2 separate regions of the Sus scrofa genome follow, and region 2 is linked to region 1. The links are chromatin contacts, called in public promoter capture Hi-C maps. All regions are on one chromosome and are shown on one strand. Each heading gives the region's core, a stretch centred on a gene start, on an enhancer-like site or on the middle of the called end of the contact. The rest is flanking DNA. Distances are from core to core; before and after follow the strand shown.

What was found. Promoter capture Hi-C pulls out the DNA fragments that hold promoters and counts their contacts.
Region 2: a contact with region 1 is called in a promoter capture Hi-C map of liver, with 11 times the contacts expected there. The contact joins the promoter of LOC100153093 here to the promoter of SDF2L1 in region 1. A contact is called at or near these places in 4 of 5 promoter capture datasets (fetal liver, fetal skeletal muscle and liver), 21 of 47 Hi-C or Micro-C datasets (adipose tissue, alveolar macrophages, blood and 13 more) and 2 of 2 datasets of contacts at active chromatin or transcription factors (alveolar macrophages and skeletal muscle).

Annotation. Positions count from the first base shown.
Region 1 is chr14:50,248,775-50,256,188 of Sscrofa11.1, reverse strand. SDF2L1 (stromal cell-derived factor 2-like protein 1) reads left to right here and starts at 4,553. Exons shown (of 3, transcript XM_001929542.5): 1 at 4,553-4,833; 2 at 5,167-5,363; 3 at 6,180-6,582. The coding sequence starts at 4,647. The coding sequence ends at 6,461. It overlaps LOC110256815, which reads left to right and starts at 329. Exons shown (of 3, transcript XM_021073687.1): 1 at 329-1,078; 2 at 2,184-2,288; 3 at 4,196-4,276. The coding sequence starts at 329. The coding sequence ends at 4,276. It overlaps LOC100154312 (coiled-coil domain-containing protein 116), which reads left to right. Exons shown (of 5, transcript XM_021074433.1): 5 at 1-330.
Region 2 is chr14:50,318,567-50,325,980 of Sscrofa11.1, reverse strand. It overlaps LOC100153093 (RIMS-binding protein 3A), which reads right to left and starts at 2,944. Exons shown (of 1, transcript XM_001926953.5): 1 at 1-2,944. The coding sequence starts at 1,052.

The DNA of each region.
Region 1 (7,414 bases), core at 3,304-5,803:
TGCTCAGGAAGGGTAAGGAGACAGAGATGGCTTCACCCTGGTGGCTCCCCAGCACAGCCCTTGACTCTGCTTTCACCCATTGAGCCCCAGGCATGCTTCCACCTCTGAGCCCTGGCCTGGGAGAGGGTGGGTGGTATAGGCTCCCACTCAGCTGATACTGTGACTGAGGTCACTGGCCTCCACCCAGGCCTGACCAGTGTGGCCAGCATGTCAACGGTGTGGTAAGTGTGTTCTGGGCCAATGCACAGGGCCTGTGCTCACCTCGCCTTCAGGAAGTCGCAGGATGTGGTAAGGCTGCACCCTGAGTGCAGCACCATGTGGGTGACCTGGAGGGTGTCTGGGTGGGAGGGTGCCCAGGGGAGCAGGAGTGGATGACATATCTGCCTTTTCCTCCCTGGCTGCCACACAGAGCCCAAGTTACACGTTCCCCAAGAAGAAGCCGCTGCCTTCCATCTTGTCCAAGTCCAGCAGTGTTTCCCACCTCTCCAACCCCTGGCAGGAGGAGCTGGTCAGCTACCTGAAGGACCAGGCCGTGTCCTTGCTCATCTATAAACACAAGTTTGAGAAGAACCTCACAGGGCAGCTGGGCTTCATCTCCTTCCCAGTCACCGAGGCACTCATGGACCTCTTCCTGGGTTTCAAGAGGGTGAAGGGCTCACGCATCCACTTGTCCTCCAAGATCAACTGGAGCTGCCTGTTGCGCCGGCTGGAGGAGGCCCAGAGCAGCCAGCAGGTGTCACAGAGGGCAACACGATGGGTGTCCCGGCCTGCATCCCAGGAAACCTCCCAGCACAACACCCCCCAGCGCAGCCCAGAGACTCCCACTGTGCAGCCTCAGTTGGCCACCAGAGCCACCAAGGTCCAGGACAAAACCACAGAACCCCACCTCGACACAGGGCTGCTGCTTACCCCACAGGAGAACGCAGTAGATGCAGGGCAGGAGCCCAGTGGGTTTCCAGAGCCCAAGGTGTCCACATCAGCTGACACTAGCGTGGCCTCCCATCTGTCCAAGCAAAAAGTGGACAAGAAGGACAAGCAGAGCATTGAGGAGGAGGTCAAAGAGGAGGAATTGGAGGAGGTGGAGGAGGAGGAGGAGGTGGAGGAGGAGGAGGAGGAGGAGGAGGTGGAGGAGGAGGAGGAGGAGGTGGAGGAGGAGGAGGTGGAGGAGGAGGAGGTGGAGGAGGTGGAGGAGGTGGAGGAGGTGGAGGAGGAGGTGGAGGAGGTGGAGGAGGTGGAGGTGGAGGAGAAGGGGGAGGAGTGGAGGAGGAGGTGGAGGAGGACGATTTCTTTGGAGACAAGGATGAGCCCCAGAGCTCCCCAGAGTCTCCACTGGAGGCCACAGGCAGCCCCTCCGCAGACTCAATTGTGGGCCCCAGTGACTCCCCGTGAAGCCCTGAGCCACACTGAGCACTCAATGTCCTGCTCCTCCACTCTGTTGGAATGCCACCCTCCCAGCTGCTGCCCTGGGCAGAGGCCAGCTTGTGCCCATGCCAAGCTTTGCTGAGCCTCTTGGGTAGCCAATGGGACCAATAAAACTTGTGTCGATGGAGCACAGTTGGTTTTCCTGTTGGAGATTTCAGCCTCCCTTTGCGCACCTGCCCCCAAGGTAGCCTTCAAGTCAGCGGAAGGCCCTCTGAGCCCCATGGCCTCACGTGCTCTGCTTGTGGCTCTCTTCCACTCCAGTCTGCATATTCCTGGCTCTTTGAGTCTCTTAGAGCTTCTGGTTCCTGCTCCCTCAGGGCCCCATGCATCATGTTCCCATTTCCCCAGGGCTGCTCCTCTGCCAGGGCCCATCTGCCCATTCCTGGGTGCCTTCCTAATTTGTAATTCCTGGCTCCGGCCCCTGAATCTTCTTCCCTGCAGGTCATGTCAGGGCTGCTGGTCAGTCAAGCTATGGATTGGCTGCCCTGGGCTTGCCATGTAACTACCCTTCCGCAGTTGTCCTGGGCAGGACAGCTCTTTCTCAAAGGGTCTGTGGGCATGGCTAGGTGCTATGGCTGGCAGTTCTCATCTCCCAGCCCTGGAGTGTCCAGCCGCTCGGTGGCCCCAGCTCAGCACCCTCCTCCCGTCTGCCTGTTCATTCCTATTCAGGCATTTTCACCCAGGCTTCAGCCCCTGGCTGCTCCTCCCCACCCCATGGGAAGGGAGCACTTGGAGGTACTCCACTCTGCCTCGCCTTGCAGGCTGCCACTTCAGGAGCCTGGTGTGGCTTGCCTCCCCTGGAGTTCGCTGAGTATGTGGAGGCCGGGCCAGCTCATCCTGGACTGACCATGCTCAGTGGCCTATGGGTGAGGACATAGCCACTGTCAGCTGCTTCTGCAGCCAGGCAGGAAGGACCCTCTATGTCACATCCATACACTGCGATTTGGCGGGGAGCACTTGCTCCATTGCCAGTCAGAGGGGCTGGTGTCCTGAGGTGGGGGATCAGGGACCCATTTTTCCACAGAGCTCTTGTAGCATGGATCTTTTACAGCACATATTTGACCTTGAGGCCACCCACTGCCCCCATCACCACCATTCAGGGCCACAATTGACTGCCATGTCACTTGGCTGCTGATTGGCCCTGTTGGCACACCCAATATCCTCTGGCTTCCAGGTGCCACTGTGTAGTCTCAAGGGAGTAGAGCACATGCCCCACCTCAGCCTCAGAGGTACACGTCTAGAGACAGTTCCTGGGGTGGGAGCAGCCCCTTTTGGGCACCACTGGCACATGATGCTAGAGACATCTCCCCGTAGCTCCTGTTTCAGGCTATGTAACAAACTGAGACTCAAGTGGCTTCAGGCAAAATCAGTGTTTGTAATGACACTGGTGTTTGACAGGCTCAGCTGGCAGTGGTAGAGCCAGAATGGCTGCTTTCAGCTGGGGTCCAGTCTATGGCTGGAACTTGCCACATGGCCTCTCCCCTTCCAGCATCTCTCTCCGTGTTGCCCCTGGCCATCCAGTGGTCCCTCTGGCCTGGGACCAGCAGGAACAGTGGCTGGCTTCCTAGAGGGAAGAAGCCAGACTGCTGGAACTTCCCAAACAGCATTTCTGCAGCATTCTCATGGTCAAAGACACTTGTGATGCCTGCCCAGGTTGGGGATGGGGGGAGGGACCCCATACTTTGAGGAGAGGAGCAGCTGGCACTTGCAAGAGTGGGAAGAATTGTTAGCAGACTTGATTGGAAACAAACTACCCCCCCCACGCGCCTGTCACTTATTACACCTTGAGTAGGGCCTGGGAATCTGAACCTGGAGACAAACCGTGGCCTCCAGGTGGAGGGTGCTGAGCACCTACCTATGAGGTGAGCTGGGGATGTGGTATACAGGAAAAGGGACATCCAGGAGGAGCCATGAGTCTCCAGAAACTACAAGTGGAGCCACATTGGCTTCCCCAACTCAGTCTTGGGGTCTCTGCTGCTATTGGAACCCTTTCTTTGCCTTCAGGGAGATTACTAACCCTGTTCTTGCCATCCCCTCATTCCCAGTGTAACAGGAAACCATTGGTAGCTTTCAGCAGACACCTGGCATGATCCAATTTATGATTTTTAAGGCACAAACCACTTTCCTGTGTAGAAAATGTCTTGGAGGGGCCTGAGTTATCAGAAGCAGGGAACTCTTCTAGGAGGTGGTGGTAGATGTGGAGGGGTGGGAGGCGCCTTGTATTAGGGTGGTGAGGGTGCTGGGGTTGGGGCAGGAGAGATGCCTCACAGCCTGATTTGGAGTCAGAGCCATCTAGACGGGGTGAATTGAAAGACTTGGAGTGAAGTCAACGTAGGAATGTTCCACAAATGAATAAATAGTGGTGTAAGTTTCTCCCCTTGAAGACTGAGCCCACAGACCTCTGAGAAGGCTATGGGTCTGAAGCCCTGGACGCAAAGTAACCGAGGCTTGGTCCCCAGTTACTTGGTCTCCCTCTGCTCTTGTTTCCTAAGACAGCTTGGTGGTGCTTTCTGGGGACCACCTGCCACTATCCTCTACACCACAGCTCCCTCTGCTGCCCAGCGGCCTAATGACCATGAGATTCTGCCCTGGAAGGGGTCAGTGAGTGGCCAAGGAATTCAGAAACTCCAGGGTCCAGGAACTGAGGTGACCCAATGCAGGAGAAGGGGTAAAGACCAAGCGACTGGGGAACCAGTCCATCCTGGGGTCCAGGGACTGAAGGACCAGGTGACTGAGTTTTTGAGATGTGTCCACTTGTGACCACGTAATCCAGTGGTCGAGCAACATCAAGACCCTGCAGCTGCGGGACTTAGGGCCCAAGGAAGACACCATGATTGAGGTCCTGGGGATCTAGGGCCAAGGACCTTCGTGAAGAGGCGAACCAGGTGTTCTGGGGCCCAGAGGCCACGGGAGGGCCGCCCTCACCTGCAGAGCGAGCCACCAGCTCTCTCCGCTCGGCACCGCCCCAGTCTTCCCTTGATACTCATTGGTGAGTCCTCGGAAGCGTGGACCAATCATAACCCTCCTCGTGTCTCCAACCCCCTCCCCGCCGCGTCTCTCGAAAGCTGGGGGCGGGTCCCTTCCACAAGGACTCAATAACAGTGCAGGCGGAGCGCCGTGCAGGCCGGCGATTGGCTACCGTGGTGGGCTCTGTCAGAGCCCGATTGGCCGGCAGCGGAGACGGAAGCGTCCACGGGCCGAGTTGCCAGAGCCCGGCCGGGGCGATGTGGAGCGCGGGTTGCCGGCGAGCTGCCGGACCGGCGCTGCTGGGGCTGCTGCTAGCGCTCTTGGTGCCGGGCAGCGGTGCCGCCAAGACCGGCTCGGGCCTCGTGACCTGTGGGTCGGTGCTGAAGCTGCTCAACACGCAGCACCGGGTGCGGCTGCATTCGCACGACATCAAATACGGATCCGGTGCGCGGGCTGGGGCTGCGGCATCCGGGCAGTAGCGGCCAGGGGTGGGGGTCTGACAGAGGTGGGGCGGGGGTCTGCCGGCCAGGGGTCTGGGAATCATCAGGGACTGAAGGAGTTGCGGACCAAGGGGCAGAGTCTGGCTGTTTGACGGGGTGGTCGCGATGTCATTCGGGAGCTTCGGACCAGGTGACTTGAGTCCCGCCCGGGCGGGAGGGGCTGAGGGAGCCACTGGGTCCCAGGGTTGAGCTTGTCCGGGAGAAATGATGGTGTCCTTGCCGAGGGTCAGAGTTGTCGCGTTGACGGCAACCCCGGGGGTGGGGTATCTCCCCCTAGGCAGCGGCCAGCAGTCGGTGACCGGCGTGGAGGCGTCCGACGACGCCAACAGCTACTGGCAAATCCGCGGCGGCTCGGAGGGCGGGTGTCCGCGCGGGTCTCCGGTGCGCTGCGGGCAGACGGTTCGGCTGACTCACGTGCTCACCGGCAAGAACCTGCACACGCACCACTTCCCTTCGCCGCTGTCCAACAACCAGGTGAGCCCCTGGAGTATATGTGAGGGGCCGGGCGCCGGCTCTGAGCCTCGACTTCCTCTGTGGAACGGGAATTTCAAATCAGAAGTGTTTGTTGAGCGCCCCCTCTGGGGACACCGAGGTGACTGCATGCGTCAGGGTCCTGTCCCCTGGAGCTCTCTGCCCAGGCAGAAAGAGCCATCTAGCTAGACAGTGCCATCCCTGAGGGGCAATCCGACAGCGGAGGAGGAGAATCCACTATGGCCACTGGAGTGAGGAATGGAAACCCTCCAGGGGAGGGGGAACTCAGGCTGGGCCTGGAAGGAGGAGGAGCCCCCCAGGCCACAGAGAGGAGAGTGTCTCTGAGGCCTAAGGAAGAGCTTGCATGTGGAGTTCATTGGAACTGGGTGGGAGGTGGGGCTGGAACAGAGGATGCTTTTGGACGGTTATCAGAAGAGAAAGTAGATTAATAGAACCTTAATCTTAAGCCCAGCCTGAGGTGTGGGCTTTATGCTGAGTGAGGGTCAGAGGGATTAGAACAGGAGGAACATGGAGGAGCGAGGAGAAGGTCTTGGCCCTGTGGGGGCCTGTGGTCGCTGCCCAGATGAGGTGGGATGTGCTGGTGTTTGAAAAATTTACGGAGGTGGGGGGTGGGGGGCTTCTGAGTGCTGGGGGTAGGAGTTGTGTTGTCCTATTTTGCAGCTGTGGAAACTGAGGCTCAGAGAGTTGCAAGGCAGGCCCCTGGGTGTGAGCGCAGTGCTAGACAAGTGTCTACAGGAGTCTCAGAGTGCCCTTCATAATGACTACTGTCCTCCCATCCTGCCCCACCCGCACCCACAGGAGGTGAGCGCCTTTGGGGAGGATGGCGAGGGTGATGACCTGGACCTGTGGACAGTGCGCTGCTCAGGGCAGCACTGGGAGCGGGAGGCTGCAGTGCGCTTCCAGCACGTGGGCACCTCTGTGTTCCTTTCGGTCACCGGTGAGCAATACGGGAGTCCCATCCGTGGGCAACACGAGGTGCACGGCATGCCCAGCGCCAACACTCACAATAGGTGGAAGGCCATGGAAGGCATCTTCATCAAGCCCAGCATGGACCCCTCTGCAGGTCATGATGAACTCTGAGTGCTCTGGATGGGTGGATGGAGGGCAGAAGGATGGGTTGACTGCAGACCCACTCTTGGGGGAAACTTTGGGTTTGTAGGGATTCTTAAGTGCCTTTATGATTAAAGAATGTTGGTCTATGGTTGTATTTTGCTGTGAGTCTAGGGGTGCCCAGCAAGCGCCAGCCCTCCCTGGCCTGGTTCAGCATCTCTTCCTCAGTGCAAAACCTCTATCTCCATAACAGTTGGCAGCTGAACCTGTCCAAACCTCTCTGATGCTCTTCTGTACACTCCCAACACTGCTCTGGGCCATCACAGCCCCTGCTCTACCCTCAGATGGTCCAGTGGCAAGTGACCCCAGCTCCCAGGCCCTGAGCTTTACAAACCTTCCTGATAAGGGTGGGGGCCAGGGCTGGGGTCAGGGGGAAAGCAGGAGCCCCACTCTCTGCCAGCTGGGATGGGCACAAGTTCTCCAGCCCCCTCATCCTTTGAGGTGCTCCCCCTCCTCTTGGCGCCTCTTGCAGTTGCTGCAATCTCACACGTCTTTGACCAAGAACCGGGTCAGGACTCTGCCTATCTGCTGGAAATTTGCATCACAGTTTCCCTCACTCTTGGTGCAAATAGCACTCCACACACCAAGCCAGCCCTGGAATGTAGCATCTCAGGCTCCACTACAACCCTTCAAAGTCCTGAGGCCATAGAGAAATTTCAAAAGATATCACAAGGGAAGTAACCACAGAGAACTGCCACCCTGAAGCCACTAACAAGTCTTCCTGGAAGACAAGACACAGTTTTTTCTTTTTTTTGGCCACACCTTCAGCATGAAGAAGTTCCTGAGCCAGGGATTAAACCAGTGGCATAACACTGACCCAAGCCACAGCAGTGGCAACACCAGGTACTTTTTTTTTTTTTTTTTTTTTTTTTTTTTAACATTTTTAGGGCCACACCCGAGGCCTATGGAGATTCCCAGGCTAG
Region 2 (7,414 bases), core at 1,695-4,194, 71 kb before region 1:
GGCAAGGGGCTCGGGGCTTCGCACGGCTTACTCCCCGACTCTTCCCCTTCTCGCATGTCGCCAGGTCTTCTGTGCTCCGACGGTGGTGGCGGCGGCGGGGGGCCTGGGGATCCTGGGATGAAGGTGTCTGGCGAGGAGGCTTCGGGGGTCTTGGGGCGACTCAGGGTGCTGCCGAGTGAGCAGGAATGCGCTCGGGCCAAGGAATCGAGGGAGCTGGCGCGCGCGGGGAGCAGGCTGTCTGGGGACTTGGAGCACGCAGCGGGCACTCGGTCGAGGGAGCGGGAGCGCGCGCGGGCGCCGGCGTTCCCGCCATCAAGGGATCCGAGTTGATGTGGGGACTTTGCGGTGGTCTCGTGGGACGGCTCTTCAGAAGAAGGCACGACCGGAGGGTCGGCGGCGCCGGACAAGGCGGGGTGCCCGCGGAAGTGCTCCAGGATATACTTGAGGAAGAGCTGGCGCTCCACGTCGAGCGCCGCCTGCAGGTGGCGGATGCGCGAGGCCTGCTCGCCGTCAGTTTCCCAGCGGAGCTGGGCCAGCACATCCTGGAGGCGACAGCGGCACTGCGCGGCGGCGACTTCGGGCGCCCCCACTCGGCTGCAGTAGCCGCGGTTCACCAGCTCCTCGGCCAGCTGGCGCTGTAGCTCCCGAGCCTGGCGCACCACGCCGTCGCGCTCGCGATGCAGCAGCTGCTGCAGCTGCCGCATCTCGGCCTCCTTCCAGCGCAACAGCTGCCGGATCTCGGCCTCGCGCTCCCGCAGCACCTCCTCCTGCAGCTGCCGCAGCTCCCGGCCACGCTGTGCCTCCCACTTGGAGCGCAGGTGGTCAACCAGCTGCTGCCGCTCCCGCTCGGCCGCCTCCTTCAGCTGGCGCGCTTCGGCTGCGAAGCGCCGCCGATCCGCCCGCCCGCGCGCCCGCTCAGCTTCCAGCTCAGCCCGAAGCTTCTCCAGCTCCCGCCTCTGCTCCTCCAGTGCCGCCGCCGCCGGGCCCGGAGTAGCCAGCTTCTTGGGTGTCGCGTGGCCGCTGCCCGAAGGGCTGGGCGAGTCCTTGGTCATGGTGGCCGCGGCCGGGCCAAACGTCTGACCTCTCCTGGCCCAGGCCGCCTCTCGCCAACGGCAGCCGACCTGGCCGCGGCCAACCGCCGCACGCGCCCCTTCCGGTGCCTGGCTGGGTCTCCTCGCGCCCCTCCTGTCTCTGGGTGCGTTCCCTACGACCTGCGGTGGGTGCACTAGCCTGCGCTCCACTCCCGGCTGCCTATGTCGGGGCTGGGCTCCTGACACTGGGCTCGACACTGCCTATGCCCTTCCTGGAATGCCCAGGACTCCCTCTGGCCCCAGGCTTCTCCCTGGTCCTACCACCAAGTCCCTAATGTCTCACCCCAGCCCTCTTCCAGGGACTGTATCGATCCCTTTCAGGCCCTGAACTCATGGGAAGTCTGAGCTGCTTCTTTGAGCTTGGAGAAGGGGGCTTGGTGTATGTGTCAAGATCACCAGTGGGGTGTGAGCACACCCCACCTGGCACTGCTGTGGATTCAGGTGGTCTGGCGGCTAGGAATCACCACAGGATATGCCCAAACTTGGGTGTGAGCCCTGGGCTCACCTGCAGGGGAGGGGGGAGCATCTGGCTCCTGCATCCCCACTGCACCTACCCTTCCAAAGACCCTTTCCAAGGACTTGCATGCATTATTTGTTTAAAACTCCTATTCCAAATTTACAGGGAAGTCTGCAGCCCAGGGGCTGGGCATGGTGCCAGGGGAGACAGGGGAGAAGAAGGGCTTGTTCAGGACCATAAGCCTGGCCTGCGGTTTCTTGGTTAGTTTTTACAATCACCCTGCAGGGTTGCTCAGGGAGATACGGACCTCCCCACAGTCACGTGGCCCAGAAGTAGCTGAATGTGGATTCAGGCCTGCATAACTCTGCCTCCTGATGCCATCTAACCAATCTCAGGGTCACAGCTGGGAGGGCCCCCCTCCCAGTCTTTTACCCAGTGTGGAGCCTCACATTTAACATGTTGCAGGAGAGTCAAGTGAAATCCGGAGGCAGGGTTGGAGAGGCAGGGTGGGAGATGAGAGGATGGGGCTGCCATGAGGGCCCGGCCTGCCCTTTGGTCTGGCTCAGAAGTGCCCAGGTCTGCCTGTGTTTCCAAAAAGTAAATGATTGGCTCGCTGGCTCCCCACACCACCTCCCTGGAGACAGCAAGGCCAGAGAGCTTTCCATGGTTCTCTAAAGGGCAGTGTGTCAGGTAGTTAAAGCTGGTGGGTCTTCAGAGTCAACTAGTCCTTAGCTTTTTCAGTTGCTCCCATGTTCTCATCTGTAAGATGGGCTAATAATGCAGCTCCCTCCTGTGCTTCGTGACCTCTCAGGGTTCCCTGACTTCTTGGAGCATTCATTTCCTCTGTTTATAAGGTTTCAAGGAGGTGAGAGTTCACAGTGCCCAGACAGAGCAAGGCTCCCTGGCAGCTCTCTAATTTTCATCCTAGTCCCTCTTTCACAGCTAGGGAAACTGAGGTCTGCAAGGCAGAAGTTTGGCTGGGGCCAGGCAGGGCTGCCATGCTGAAGGCAGGTACTCTCAGCCCCCTGAAACTCACTATGGATGCTCTGCCACTTTTTGGCTGAGGGATCACTGCTGGTTCCTTCACCTGTCCCAGCCTCTGCACAAGGGAGTATGTTGGTAGAAACAGACTCCCAGGGTTGGAGAGACACTGTCAGCCACAGGCTGGGTATATGGTAGGAGCTGCACTGAGGTCTGTGTAAGTTCCTATCTCCCCCATTCAGGCTCGGCCTGGACCTTTACAAGCTTCTTCCAGGAGTCTGAAGAGCCCCCTGGTTCAAAGGCCTCTGGGCCTTTGCATGTGTCATTCTCCCCTGTCTGGGATGCCAAATGGCCTGAAACAGAAATAACACTGCCCACTGTGGAACTACTATGTGCTATGCTCAGTGCTAATGCTTGCCTTTATTTATTTATTTATTTATTTATTTATTTATTTATTTACTTTAGGGCTGCACATACAGCATATGGAGGTTCATGGGCTAGGGGTCTAATTGGAACTACAGCTGCCAGCCTATGCCACAGCCACAGTAATGCAAGATCCGAGCTGTTTCTGCGAACTATACCATCACTCATGGCAATGTCAGATCCCCAACCCACTGAGCAAGGCTAGGGGTTGAACCTGCAACCTCATGGTTCCTAGTTGGATTAATTTCTGCTGCGCCACAATAAGAACTCTGGTTTAAACCACCCATTTTACAGATGAGAAGTTTTAAACTCCTATGGATTAAGAGTTTGACTCCAGGTGATCAGGCTAGTTAGTGGTTTTGTCCACTCACTTATATTAACCTTGTCTTATCCTTTGGCCTCTGCTTAGCAGTTCTTTCTCCTCCTTCAGGAAGCCTTCCCTGACTCTCCAGGCCAGGATTGGGCAACCCAGGCCTCTGCTGCCCTGATCGCACCAACTAATGCTTCTCCTTTTGGACCAGGGATGTATCTGATACACGTTTGGGTCCCTGCCCACAGGGGGCTCAAGGAGGGGTAAGTGAAAGTCCCTTCTGAGAAAGGAGAGATGGGAACCCAGGGCCAGGCAGGCAGGGCCTGAAGGGTGCAGACCTGCTTACTGCTCACCTGGCCTGCTTACTGCCCACATTCAGGTACCACCTAGAAGCAAGGGCTAGGACCCCAGGCCCCAGGCTGCCCAATGGGGCCTCAGGCAGAGGCATCAGGCTGGGCGGGGGGTGAGGCTCAGTCCTCAACAGAGATGTTGTTGGAATCCTAAGCTGTGGAACATGTGTGCATGTACACACACACACACACACACACACACACACACACACACACAGCTGTAGGAGCCCTACTTAAATCTGGCTCTCCCTGCCCTTCCTGCCCTGGCATCAAGTGGCTTCTGGGAGATGTGGATGGACATTTGGTACCTAGTCATTTGCATCCAGTCCCTAATGCTGTGACCACATTGAGACCCTTCTGCTTCTCAGTGTGTGGTGCCATCCTGGTCTGGGTTGCACCCAGAGCCTCTCACAGCTCAGGCTCTGCTGCTCTGAGGATGGCTTTCTAGCCACAAGCCACCCTCAAGGCCCCCAGGGTGAATCCCCCCCAGCCTCTCTTCTCTGACTCACCTTCCTGGGTTGCTCCTGGTGCAGAACAGACAGACGGGCCTCTCAATTTCATAGCCATTTCTCAGGTAGGTGGGCAGACCATCTCGGCCCCATCTTGCCGGTGGCAAAACCAAGGCTCAGAGAAGCACTTGCTGTGTTCATTCAGCATGTGGCCCTGTTGGCCCCACCCTTTTGCTGTACTCATGTTTTTCAAAATGGGTTCCCTTGAATGCTGATGTGCCATGGGTGATGCCATTGGGCAGTGGTGAGTAACATGAACATGGGGAATTTGGCTGCAGGTGTTCTTTTTGAGAGGTGAGGTGGATGCGGGGATGGGGAGTTGAGACACTGGAATGTCCAGGTGGTCGTGGGGCCACAGGGAGCATGTCTTCAGGAGACCCTCAGCACATTTCTGTTTGACAGAGGCTAAGGCCCTGAGGCTCAGCCAGAGCAGGTGGCTTACAAGGGCCCAAGGGCATCTGGATGGTCACCTCAGTGCAGTGGGTGGTGCTCTGCAGCCTGGCTGTCCTGTTGCAGCCCCGAGCAGTGGCTCCAATAGTCAGCGCAGGAAGGCAGGCTGCCACCAGGGAGAAGGACCCTGTGTGACTCTGGGAGCCCCACAGGCGCCATCCAGCCACCGCCCATGCTGGCACCACCCGAGGCACGTCAGAGGCATCTGGAATGTGGTCAAGTGGAAGAGCAAGCCAGGGCTTCACCGGTGCCAGGCTCCTGCCATCCCACACTCATCATGCTGTGCAGTGCTTGTGCAGTGACCTGCCTGTCACCCCCATGGATGACTTGGAGCACCAGGCTGCCTTCTCTGGGCCCTGGCTGTCTTGCCTAGAACATGAAAGGGACAGATTACTTGGGGTGGTTTTCAAACTGGGTTACTTCCCTACTGTCCTAGGGCTCCCGGACAAAACCGTAGGGGTGGGAAAGATTGACCAGAGCTGAAGGGGAGACACTGGCCCCATCTGCTTCAACAGGACACAGCCACTGGAGATCCCTGTTGTGGCTCAGTGGGTTAAGAACCCAACATAGTGTCCGGAGGATGCATGTTCGATCCCTCATCTTGCTCAGTGGGTTCAAGATCCAGCATTGCCTTGAGCTGCGGTGTAGGTTGAAGACACAGCTCAGATCCCGCGTTGCTGTGGCTGTGGTGTAGGCCAGTAGTCGCAGCTCTGATTTAACCCCTAGCCTGGGAAGTTCCATAGACCATAGGTGTGGCCCTAAAAAAGGGGGAAAAAAATAGGACACAGCCACTCACTCATGTCATTGGTCAGGTTCTAAGGAGGACTTTGGTTTAATAGTGTTTGAAAGAAGTGTGCTGCTAGGGACACATTTAAGACCATCAAACCTCTGGGTTAGAGGCTCCCCTGTCTATTATGAGCGCAGACACCACTGCCCCAACACCGTGTGACTCCAACGATCCTGAGAGGAAGCTTGTGCCCCTCACGTCTGGGTTCACCCTGTATTCCTGGTCACAGACCTCTGGGCCATGTGGTCATAGGGTCTGGGGTCCTGGGAAAGCTGATCCACAGCCCTCTTTTGTTGCCCGTGCCCTGAGCTTTTTGGAGCTTTCAAACTTGGTGAAGGTGTTCGGTTCCATCCTGGGGGCCCACCGGAGCATTTTAAGCTCCTACCTTCCGTGGCTACAGTCGGTCCAGGTTTCTTATTTTGGGTTAATATGTTTCCTATTGTTCTCAGACATCTCCCCAGCATTTAGAACAGTGTCTGGCACATGGTGCTCAGTAAACACGTGACTGAAGAAGAGAGAGGTGTGGCCTCTGTCTTCATGGAATTCACAGTCTAAGGGCAGACGCAGATGCTAAACACAAATGTGGCACAGGAACAGTGAACTTGGACTGTGGCAAGTGCCATGGGTGAGGGGTGTGGTGCTAATGGTAAGAGCACCAGCAGGGCAGGCTCCCCATGAGGCGAGGCCGGAGACTGAGGGCTGCCCACAGCTGAGATCAGGTGTCGGGCGGGGGGACCTGCAAGCCCTGCCCAGTGCAGGCTGTGTCCTTCTCATAGTTTTGTCGTGGTCCCCCTGTGCCTGAGGAGAAACTGGGGCTCAGAGAGAGCCACTCAGCAGCAGCCCAAACAGGGCTTCCTGCTCTAGGTGGTGGGAGGCCTGCCATCCTGGCTGTGCCCCTTTCTGGATGGATAGCAGAGGGGATCTACTTCCTGGGCCCCACAGCTGGCTTTGGCTGGTCCATGCCCTCCTGGGTGGCGAGAGGCAGCATGTGCCAGCTTCTAGTTCTCTGGCTGGGCATTCCCTGGCCTGCTGGGCTGGTCTCTCGCCCAGCCCGGCAGCCCTGGCCCTGCTCCCCAGGCGTGTGCCCCTGTGGGTGGCCAGCTGACTCCCACCTGCATGTGACAGGCCTTGCACCTGAGTCTTCACCACAGCTGGGGAGGCTGGCACGTCCCCTCCAGAGGAGGAAACTACTTGGGTTGCACAAGGCCTTGTGTCCAGGCCCATGTGCCCAAAGTCTGGGCTCTGAGCTGGTGCCCATAGAGCCTGGCCCATGGGCTCTGGCCACCCGAGTGTCCCGGTAATCCCCAAGCTGCTGCTCCGAGGACACTTCTATTGCCGGCAGCATTCTGACTTGCAGCTGCCTGCTGTGGCCAGGACGGACCAGACAGACCATCTTCTGCCTTCTGCATCTGCATTTGCTCTCTGCTCTGGGCCTTCGCCAGTCTCTCTCTCTCTGCAGCCTGCAGCATGAGGCCTTTGTCCATCTCCCCACTGACACCAGGGGCAATGCCTCTTGTCGGTCATTTAGTCATTGCTCTAGGTCATGGGATGATCTTTCCCTCATTGAATTTTTTTTTTCTTTGTCTTTTTAGGGCTGCACCTGTAGCATATGGAGGTTCCCAGGCTAGGGGTTGAATTGGAGCTACAGCTGCAGGCCTATGCCACAGCCACAGCAATGCCAGACCTGAGCTGTGTCTGTGACCTACACCACAGCTCACGGCAACACTGGATCCTTAACCCACTGAGAGAGGCCAGGGATCGAACCTGCATCCTCATGGATGCTAGTCAGATTCATTTCCTCCCAGCCACAACAGGAACTCCTTTCCTTCTTTGAACGTTTGCTGAGCACCCAATCTGGTCTATGCAGAGGGTGGTGGGCAGGTGGTATTTTAATTTCTGCATTCGCTAAGCACAGAGAACCTCCAATGGGGTTTATGAAGGAAAGGAGGAGGGAGCAAGATTGGGTGGAGGGGTAGGAGGGAAGTGGGGAGGGAAAGAGGGCACCCTTTGGGTTGACTAGGTCTCCCAGACCTTGCTTTAGACCTCATGGTTCAAG